2 separate regions of the Mus musculus genome follow, and region 1 is linked to region 2. A link is a contact called in public Hi-C data. All regions are on one chromosome and are shown on one strand. The core of a region is the stretch at or near the end of the contact, and the rest is flanking DNA. Distances in the headings are between cores, read along the strand shown. Region 1 has its middle 11 kb from the start of Gm35745. Region 2 holds the start of Card9 (caspase recruitment domain family, member 9).

Evidence for each region. A called contact is a pair of places that touch in the nucleus more often than the background predicts.
Region 1: a Hi-C map of the HPC-7 cell line shows a contact between it and region 2, with 1.7 times the contacts expected there. The contact joins the enhancer-like site here to the promoter of Card9 in region 2. A contact is called at or near these places in 13 of 39 promoter capture datasets (the 3T3-L1 cell line, 3T3-L1-derived adipocytes, the C10 cell line and 10 more), 1 of 484 Hi-C or Micro-C datasets (the HPC-7 cell line), 4 of 115 datasets of contacts at active chromatin or transcription factors (embryonic stem cells and large pre-B cells) and 2 of 9 other capture datasets (adipose tissue and embryonic stem cells).

Annotation. Positions count from the first base shown.
Region 1 is chr2:26,186,688-26,191,755 of GRCm38.p6, reverse strand. No RefSeq gene overlaps it. Among named protein-coding and RNA genes, the nearest start is that of Gm35745, 11 kb to the right of the region's middle. Within about 2 kb of position 3,060, at least 49 of the 459 cell types and tissues checked have an H3K27ac peak or open chromatin away from gene starts, as enhancers often do. A contact at or near this core is called in the HPC-7 cell line, where this site is marked.
Region 2 is chr2:26,357,842-26,363,181 of GRCm38.p6, reverse strand. It overlaps Card9 (caspase recruitment domain family, member 9), which reads left to right and starts at 2,273. Exons shown (of 13, transcript NM_001037747.3): 1 at 2,273-2,395; 2 at 3,623-3,818; 3 at 4,231-4,368; 4 at 5,167-5,340. The coding sequence starts at 3,635. Gm13562 (a long non-coding RNA gene) reads right to left here and starts at 5,172. Exons shown (of 3, transcript XR_003953774.1): 1 at 5,099-5,172. Snapc4 (small nuclear RNA activating complex, polypeptide 4) reads left to right here. Exons shown (of 23, transcript NM_172339.4): 23 at 162-417.

The DNA.
Region 1 (5,068 bases), core at 1,811-4,310, 170 kb after region 2:
AAATTACATCCGCTCTGGCTTAAATTTTCATATTCCTATCTCTCATCTCCATAAAGAATTTCCACTCAAAGCTTCATGGGTTGCCTCTGCCAGCTGCGCGGTGCTCCTAATGAAATTATTCCTTCGGTGGGAGAGGTAGGTTTTCCGGGCGACCCGCCCACGGGGGGAAAAGGTAAAAAGCCAGAGTTCAAATTATTTATCTCCCTAATAACGTCACAGAGCACATGCATTATGTGTCAGAGGCCGGCAGCTGTCAGGGCCTCGAGCAGCCCTGGCAGTGCTGTGTGTGGAGGTAGGAGTGGAAGTCATCACAAGGGCACAGCGGGAACAAAGGTGCCGCACTGTGGCAACTCGGACATGTGCTGGGAGAAGTGGGTCTCTGAGCATTATCTCCATGTCCTAGGATAGGGATGGCAGCTTCCTGTGAGTGGCTGCGGCTGTGGCCCCTTGCTAAGCTCAGGCTCTCCCCAGAGGCTGTCAGGACCTATGGGGGGTTAGCATCTTCAGACTTCCAGCCCTGCATAGGAAGAAAATGTGGAAGGAATGAAGTAGCCCAGCCCAGCCCAGGAGCAGGGCAGGAGTGTAGGGAGAAGGAAAGCCTGGGTCCTGTCCCGTAGGACCTGCCGTTCAAACAGAAGGAGGCCTCTGGGGGACAGCCACTCGGGAAACGTAGGATAAAGAGAGACACTCAAAGCGGGGAGTCTTAGAGGCAAGAGGAGGCAGAGGCCTTGGAAGGAAGCAGCCATGAAGACTTGGGAGCAGGTTTAAGGGTCCCGAAGCACATAAGGGAAACCGATCTCTTTTTGGCTTACAGGCACTGCCCCTGGCTCATCTCTCCCAGGAACTTTTGCCTCCCTGGGCCTCAGTGGCCATATCTTTGGGCTCCCACATCCCAGCTGGGCAAAGAGAGCAAAAAGAAACGTCAGGCTGATCCCAGCTCCTCCGTTGGCTTTAGCCTGCCTCTTGGCCCATGGCTCCCAGACTGTCACCCCTTAGGAGGCACCAACGGCCCCTTGTCTTGTACTTATAGCCACTTAATCTGTTTGAGCGGATAACCCCCAATATATCTCCAAATATTGATCAGCGTTGGGCTGATAGAAGTTCAAGCTCACAAGGTCTCGCTCTTTGACCCCCAAATAGGGTATGAATCTCAATCGAATAGACTGATACTCACACTTGGCTTCTACGAACGGGCTGGAGGCTGTGAGAAAATCAATGAAGAGAGCAGAAGACTCACGATTTATAGAACACCTGCCATTTTAATATTAGAATAAATGTTATATTGCACAGGGGGAGGGGGTCGCAAGGAAAATATTTCTTAGAGAGCTGTTTCTGTTGGAGAATGATGTGCCTGGGATTTTATGAAGTAAAATTTATAGACCTCATTTAGGCTTATAATTTAAAACTCCTGATGAGAAAGACATTAAGTAGAGTGCTTGGGTGGGGGGTAGGGGCCGGACATGTGGGTGGACTCAGAGCTAGAGTGAGTGCTAGCTGGGGAATGAGGCCAGGAGGCCATCTCTGCTAAGGCCTGTGTAGCTTGACATGAGGTCACAGCAGGCTCAAAGTGCTAGGCTGTGGGCAGCAGGTTTCTCCTTCCTAGGAGCTCAGAACTCCAACCCCAGTATGCTTGGCACAGCAGAGCCTGGAGGGTGAGCCGACTTGCAGAGCTCCTCACACACACATACCCACTCAAGATGTTGTCCATCCTGTGTGTGCACATGGCTATAGAACGCCCAGTTACACGAATGCACAGAGATACATGCATGCACGGCACATGCATGCTCTAGATATAGACATGTGCGCATGCTGGGTGTGCACCCAAGTGCATGCTCACACACGCAGGAGCACACTAAGAGACATCATATACACAGTCATGTGCACACAGGCATGCTCCCCTTTTCTGCCGGAACTCCTCCAGCTCTGACCATCCACCATGCTGCTCCTTAGGGGCCTCGTGCCGCCTGGTCAGAGGGACACCTCAATGCTATCTATCAGACAAACTTCTAGGAAAGGCTTCTGGGCTCTGGAACCAGACACTGTTTTGAAGGCCACTGAAAGAGTGTACTGTCAGGGATGGTGCCACAGAAGGGAGCAGCATCCACCAAGGGAGAAGCAGCAGGCCTGACTGACAGCCTGCAGAGGGGGAGTGGGAAAGGGCTGCACCTGGAATGTCAGCCCAGGGTGTCCCTTCAAGAGTCGTCTCTCTGTTAGAGGTTAGTCAAGGCCCTCTTTGGACCCTCAACTTCTTTGTGTCTTTGAATACAGTCCTTACCATTGAGAGTCCATTTTCCTGCATGTGGTTGAAGAGGTTTGACTGCCCATCCTTCTGTGCCTGGTGGCCTGAGCATTGAGGACTATAGGCCCAGCATCTGACTCTGAAATTTCCTGAGGGGCTAACTCAGACTCTAACCTGCTCCTTTGAAGTCACCTGTTAGAGAGCCTGCATGAAGCTCTAGAACAGCAATTCTCCAAAGAATGGTTGTCAGGGTTCTGGCAAGACCTAAAGGATGAGGGGAGTCACAGACAGTGGTAGAAATGGGCAGAAGTGTCCCTCCAGGTCTGGGACTCCTCAGGAAAACTGGGAGAACTAGGTCCTCAAACTCTGACTCCATAGTATGGGAGAGACATAGCAGCTGTCTGCCCTGCAAGCAATCTCTAGGCTTCATCCAGGGCCCACTCTGGTTACTCCTCACACACACACACACACACACACACACACACACACACACCACACACACGCACACATGCACACATGCACGCCCGCACGAACGCGCACACACACACACCTTCATATTCAACATTTCCACCCAGCCAGGTTTACCTACACACACCCGCCAGGCTTGGACCAGGAGGCTCACCAGGACAGTCTATTCTCTCTGTCTTCATTACTTACAAACTTTCCCAAACTTCTAGGCCCAGCCTGTTTACATCCGGTCTTCTGTCCAAAGCACTGAGAACTAAAGGGGAAGTAGAAATGCTCACACCTCATAGCAAAACCACAAACACTGTGGAAGATCAAGCCTGGGTTGGAGGCAGTAGCCCCACCCTTGGCTCAGCTCCAACTAGAGAAAAGGCCACTCAGTGCCTGCCTAACTTGTCCCTGGTCCTGCAGGTACTGGACACTCCCCAGGACCCACGCCAGTTGGAATGCCCGGCAGGGGAAGCCTGCATGCACCCTTGGGAAGTGGACCCCTCAGCCGCACACAGAGACCTCAGCTCCCCTCTCCCGGCTTTCTCTTTCTCCATCAGCACCAATAGCTTCCTTGGCCCAGTCCTGCGCTGGTGATTAGGAATGGCTCCACTATGTGACCTGCAGGCACCCAGGACAGCAGGGCAAGGACAGAACAAGAGTATGGGAAGAGTGTCCTGAACAATAAATGGGTCCCGGGACTGTAAGGGACAAAATACACCTCATAACCCACACCTTGCAACAACATAGAAACCCACAGTGCAGTTTTATCCCCGGTCCTCCAAATGCCACCTGCTGCAGGTTCCTGGCCTGGGAATGTCACTTCTTTCCTGGCACTGTTTATAGGTGATCAGCGGCTGTCTTAGCTTTGCTGCAGCCCCAGGCTCCCCCACCCTGAGGTGTGGGAACAGTGCCTCCCCACCCCTATGCAGTACTGGGCTTTCTAAGCTGCCCGAGCACTTTAATCACAAGCGCTTGGGCAGTGGCCTTCGAGCCACTGGCTGTGGCTCTCCTGTAATGAGATGAGGGCTCTGTCCTGTACTTCCTTCCATAAACCCTGCTCACTGCCCACAGCACTGCATGGGATGGAGCAGGCATATTTTACATTTTCAACTTTATTAAAGGAGTGGGTCGAGCTGGGGAGACTGCATCCTCTCCATGGTCCGTTCTGCCCCTGGAGGCGATAAATCTCCATGTCCGTGATTTGTGGCTTTGCGCTCCCAATAAATTAAATCTTTCTCGATGAAAAGGTTGGCGCTCCAGGCTCAACACAGGTCACTGTATTTGTCCAAAGCAAGTGGCTGGGAAGCAGGCACAGGGCCCAGTCTGTGCTGTCCACCCTGCTAGTGCTCTCCTGGATGTGAACAGTTTACTCTGAGGAAGTAGGCTGGGGGGTAAGGGCGGGTGCAGAAGTATTCAGTTCCTGTACAGAACTGGGTCCTCTACACCAATGGACCCCTAGGCAGGTCTGTGATTCCCTTTAAACCTTCACCACCAGGGGACATTTTATCTCTTGATCTAAAAATTCCAAACTCCATCCCAGAGATGAGGTAAGCTGCCGCTTGCCCAGCGCGGACGGTATGGGTCAGGAAGCTCCACTCTCCAAAGCTTCCTGCAATACTCTAGTCATCTCTGTTCTCCATCTGTGAAAGGAAAAGGTGGCCACCCAGGGAGCTGTCACTAAGCTTCAAGTACAGTCAGCTCTAAGGACTTGCTCTAAGGCTAGGACCTAGGAGGATGGAGCTGACAGAGAATAAGGGAGAGGTGGACTCCAGCTTCCAGGTTTCGCTGCCAGCTGCCCCCGGCTCACTGATGGGTGTTAGTGCCCAGGACAGGTTGGTACTGAAAGACTGCTCCATCAGCTTCATCTCAGACCAAGAGGAGCCCACACCCATCAGAGCTGAGCTCCCAGCCTTTCCTGAGAGGTACCATGAGGGTTTGGGGTGATAGAGAATTCACAAAATCATTTAAGACTTTAAATACAGCTCCTGGTTGTGTTTAAACTTCAAATCAGTGTCAGCAACGAAAAGGTCTGCAATTTGGAACAAAAAGATTTATGGACCTAGTTAGCACCTAACCTCCAGGGAAAGTGCCCAAATTACTCAGTACAGAGTAGCCTTGCGGAGTCTGAAGAACCTGGGACCCTGTCCAGGAGCCAAAGTCAACACTGCTTGGGCCCTGGTGCTCCAGTTTCAGGTGGTGGGATTGACTGGGGTCTGAGAGCCCACATTCTTGATGGGCAGGGGCTTAGGCACTGGCACCGGACACAAAAGCCTTAACCCCAGCTTCCTGGACTCAGGTTGCAAAACCATTACGTTGATTAATCAAATCACTTGCAAAGCTCTGGGCCTCTTTGGTTGATTGCATTGGGCAGCC
Region 2 (5,340 bases), core at 1,024-3,523:
AGGGCATTCTAGTTGTGAAGCCACCGCCATCCGCTGAGCTGTCTGTCCCCAGTGCAGTGCCAGCTCAGTCCTTGCTGCTCAGCAGCCCCATCTGTGTGGTCTGTCCTGACGTCTGGGGCCTGGTGAGGGGCAGGCACTGTCAAGAGTATCCTGTGTTTCAGGACAAGGCGTCAAGGGGTCCAGAATCCAGCTCTCACTAGGCAAGAGGCAGGGCCCAAGCCTGCCCAGAAGCAGTACACAACCCTCAGCAAGAAGACGGGAAGCCAGAAAGCTGCAGGCTGAGGACCAAGCTGTCGGTAGCGATCTACAGGCTGTGGTGATAGCAGTGGCCACGTGATCACAGGCTACCTGTTAACAGACTTGGGGCCGTGTATGTGAGGGAATAAAGGAAATGCCTAATTTTCACTTAAAAAGCAATGTATAGCCTTTGGTGATTTTGTCTAGAGCTGGGTGCCCACCATCAACTGGGGATGTGATTGTCTGCCAGTTCTGGGAACCTCTTACACCCTTTGCTGCCCAGGCAGCCCCTGGACCCAGCACTTTACCAGAGAGCAGAGAGAATAGAGAATCAGCGTTTCTTCCCATTTCAAGAAAATGTGTTGGGATGGCTCAATGGTTAAGATCATTGACTGCTCTTCCAGAGGTCCTGAGTTCAATCACCAACATGGTAGATCATAATGGAATCTGATGCCTTCTTCTGGCACACAGTGTACATGCAGACAGAGCACCCATACCTAAATAAATCTTTAAAAAAGAAAAAAAGGGGGGGGAGATATGTCATCTAGCCTGTACCCCTAGGCGAGGTCCCCATCTGGCCTGTATCTCTCAGGGAGGTCCCCAGAACCAGCATCTACCACAGCAGCAGCTCTCACTGGATAGGAGGCTTGTGTTTGGCATGGTGCTGAGACCCCATTGGGTCTTGTCTCTCCCTTTTTAAAAAAAAAAAAAAGCGTTTTACGTATGTGAGTACACTGTCACTCCCTTCAGACAAACCAGAAGAGGGAATCGGATCCCTTCCAGATGGTTGCTGGGAATTGAACTCAGGACCTCTGGAAGAGCAGTCAGTGCTCTTAACTGCCGGTTCATCTCTCCTTTTTCTTAGTCACTATTTCCATGACACCAGACTATACATCCTGGGCCCTTGGCTCTCCAGGATTTAGTTATTTTTTGTTTGTTTGTTTTGTTTTTGTTTTTCGAGACAAGGTTTCTCTGTGTAGCCCTGGCTGTCCTGGAACTCCCTCTGTAGACCAGGCTGGCCAGGATTTAGTTTTTACATGTGTTCATCCTCTGTGGGAAGCTTGCAGCTCATAGTAAAATGGTATGACCAGCCTAGTCCTAGTGATTGTACCAGCTGTCACTCCAGCTGATGGCCGTCACACATCCAGGGACGCGTGTTTGTCATGGCTCCTTCTAACCTCTGCACTGGGTTTCTCCATTCTGGAGAACTTGGGGTTTCTTCAGCTATCTGTGCTATTGACTTCCACTTCAGTTTTATGAGCAAAAGTTTCATGTTATTAACACTTTTAAGAAGCCACCACTGTGGAGGCCTTGTGACCTCCTTCCTGGAGTGACTGCAAAGCCATGGATGGACTCCCTTGCCGTCCTGGAAACCCAGCAAGCCACAATCCCTAGCAGTGTGGCCCCCCAAGGCCAAAGAGGACTCCTGACTGCTGCTTTTGGAAGTATTTTCAAGGCCACTGTCCCCATAGGAGCAAGCAGAGGGCCAGTAAGCTACAGAAGGGGCCAGCTGGGGCTCTGCATAAGTGTCCCACCCTTCCTTCCCATACAGCACTGGAAGCTTTTGCCTCAACTCATCTTGTAGGCTAGACAGCAGCGCCTGTCTAACAGCTACACTGGCTGGGCAGGGCTAGCAGGTCCCCACGCCCACCTCAGGCTGACTCTTGAAGGGCCACCCTGAAGGAGAGGCTGTGGCACGCAATCCATAGAGGACTATAGCTGCCTACAGCTTGTAGATTTTGACCAAGCTTTGTCCCACTGCACCTACCCTGCACCACTGTCCTTAGACGGCAGATGAGGATATGAGGCAGGGCCATGTTAGAAAAGCAACTTTCAGAAGCCTGGATCCAGGAGGACCTTGGACTGCCCATCCAGTTCAGATGAGCAGGCAGGGAGGGCTCCTCTGCTCCCAGAGTACTTCTACTTCCCTCTGTTCTGTTCCTGGATGGGCCAATCAGAAGGTAGACTGTCCCCTGCGGGAGGACTGGCTGGCTTGTGGCGTCAACCAGAACACATCAATCAGGAAGTGCACAGCCTCCTTCATGGCTCCACCCTTCTCCAGTTAGGGAACCCCTCCACACTCCCAGAGACCCAGGCTCCTGGTATGTCCATAACCCAGACAGCATCTGCTGGCAGGTAGCTCTCACAAGACCCTGAGGTAAGTTCAGTACCCTTCCAGGAAGGTGGGTGGAAGCCTGTGGTGACTGCTGGGGATCCTGGAGCGCGTAAGTACCTACAGGCAGGTGGCATCCTCCATCCTCACGCCTTCATTTGATTAATCCTTGTACACTGCAGCATAGTCCTCCAGTGCTGGACCATGTGGCTGTGGGGCTGCAATGGCAGGCCATAGGCCCAAGGTTTAGAGAAATGTCTGTCCACTGGGTCAACCAGAAAGCAGCAGGAAGCCAAGAGATGCCTCTGAAGAAGAGGCCTGCCATGGCCGTGTCTCTAACTGGAGGTGCAGCTCCGCTGGGGTTAGGGACTGAGCCAGGGGCGCTCTATGGCCACCTTAACTCAGCCCTAAAATCATTGAAGCCATTCACTGAGGCTACACTTGTCCACATGAGTAACCCCCTACATACAACTGGCCTGGTTGATTCCCATCATGTGGCCAAAGGCCAGGGCTCATCTAGCGGCAGAAAAGCAAACTGGAGGGAAGCCACAGCAGATGTCTGTAGACTGTGGATGACATTGCCTGCCCTTCCAGTATACTCCAGCCTAGCAGGAAGGCAGACATGCTCCTGCGGCCAACCCTCCCAGCCCTCCCGGAATAGCACCGTGCCACAGGCTGTTGCATCACCAGCTGGCTACAACGGAAGGCCTGAAGGGCACGGGGCTGTCAGGGAAGGAGGAAGTCAGACATAGGCCTGGCCCCCTGCACAGTGAGAAAGCCTCCAGCCAACCTGACCCTCTTAGTCCCAATCTGGAGACTGGCCAGCAAGGGTCCATGCCACCCAAGAAGGTACTATGTAGGATGGCCACTAGAGGCAAAAGCTCCTACCTCCAGGGCATGCCAGAGCACTTTTGGGTAGGGGCAGAAGCTAGAGCAGGGCTGTTGTACAAAGAGTATTCTCTTAGACCCCAACCGGTCACTTCCCTACATATCCATATGAGAAAGCCTGAGATGACAGGGGCCGGGCAGCTGCTTGGGGGTGCTCAGTTTGACAGGTGGTCTGAGGTGGCTTGTCTATGGACCTCTGCTTCCCCTCAGAAACTGTCCATGAGGCTGAGGAGATAGGGCTGAGCCCTGAAATTTCCCTAGAACGGATCCCTTCTGACCCTGCCCAAAGCCCTGCCCTGACACTCAGGCCTGGGTCCTATCCTAGGCTGACAGGGAACAGAAGGTGGGCACTTCCTCAGCTGCTCTCCCCAATTATAACCGCAGCCTACAGAGGACATGTCAGACTATGAGAATGACGACGAGTGCTGGAGCACCCTGGAGAGCTTCCGGGTGAAGCTCATCTCTGTCATTGACCCCTCCCGGATCACACCCTATCTACGCCAGTGCAAAGTCCTGAACCCCGATGATGAGGAGCAGGTGCTCAGTGACCCCAACCTGGTCATCCGCAAGCGGAAAGTGGGTGAGGACTGCTCCCACACCAGCAGGCTCTAGCCCTGCATGACCCCCATAAGACACCCAGCCAGAGGCCACTCCATGCTCTCTTCACTGCCCTGGCCTTGTCCCCACTCAGCTCCATCCCCGTGTAGGATATATGAGTGAGAGACTCCTCCCCTCTTGTCCTGTCTACCTGCTGTTGCCCAGTGGAGGAAGGGGAGTCCCCACCACTGTTCAGGCCCTGCCTGAGACAGCCACCAGAGGGAAGGCAGCACCCTGTCCCACCTAGACTTGAGACCTGCAGGGCGCCTTATTCAATGGCCCAGAAGGAAGGGGGTTGCTAGAGCTTGGGATGTCTACCCAGAGTAATCATCCTACCCATCTCCAAGAGCCTCCACCCGCCAGCCCTTGGCCTTGACTCTGTCTTCCACCTGAAGGTGTGCTCCTGGACATCCTGCAGCGGACAGGCCACAAGGGCTACGTGGCTTTCCTCGAGAGCCTGGAGCTCTACTACCCTCAGTTATACCGGAAAGTCACTGGCAAGGAGCCAGCACGCGTCTTCTCCATGATCATTGGTGAGAGGCACGGGTGTGGGTTGTTGCTGTGGGTGGACTCGGGTCCTGGCTTCTATGATGGCGTTGGAGTGACTAAGTGTGATAACAAGCCTTACGATGTAGATCAGGGTAGTGGTCCCTGATGATACTCACAGGCTCTAGGGGGCAGGGTCTTCCTGAATTGCTGAGCTCTTACTGGTCTCTAGAAGGGGAGCCCTTCTCTGCCTTTCCTACTCACAGCCTGGAAATTTCACTGAGAAGTAGTGACCCCTCTGAAGTGCCATTTCTGCAGGGCCCAGTTGTCAGCCAAGAGCAGAATCCTACAGTTCCCAGAGGGGACAGAGGTGTCCTCTCCTGATGGAAGAGCCACAACCCCATCAATTCTCATTCATCTCATAAAGAGCACTGTGAGATAAACAGGGCAGGGGCGATGGCACACACCTTTAGCCCTGGTAGTCTGGAGGCAGAGGCCAACAGATCTCTTGAGTGAGAGGCCAGACTGGACTACATAGCAAGACGTTGTCTCAAAAACCAGGGGCTAGGGGGAGAAGAGGGTCAACTGGAGTCTTCACCCAGGGCATGTGAGTGGCCCTGGGTGATGAGTCAGAATCTCAGTTCACCTGTGAGGGACAGCAAGGCCAACTGGGCCTACTGAGCACACTCAGTCTTGAGAGACCCATCCTACCAGTTTTCTCTGTGGGAGGCCAGGAATGCTCCCTCTGTCCCCCCTAGTCTTCAAATGCACACTTACGGACAAGGACCAGCACGGGGTCTGCAGGTGACAACCGCAGGCTCCATCTGACACCGCATGGTCCCCAGATGCATCAGGGGAGTCTGGCCTGACGCAGCTGCTGATGACAGAGGTCATGAAGCTGCAGAAGAAGGTTCAGGACCTGACGGCCCTTCTGAGCTCCAAGGACGACTTCATCAAGGAGCTGAGGGTAAAGGACAGCCTACTGCGCAAGCACCAGGAGCGGGTGCAGCGGCTCAAGG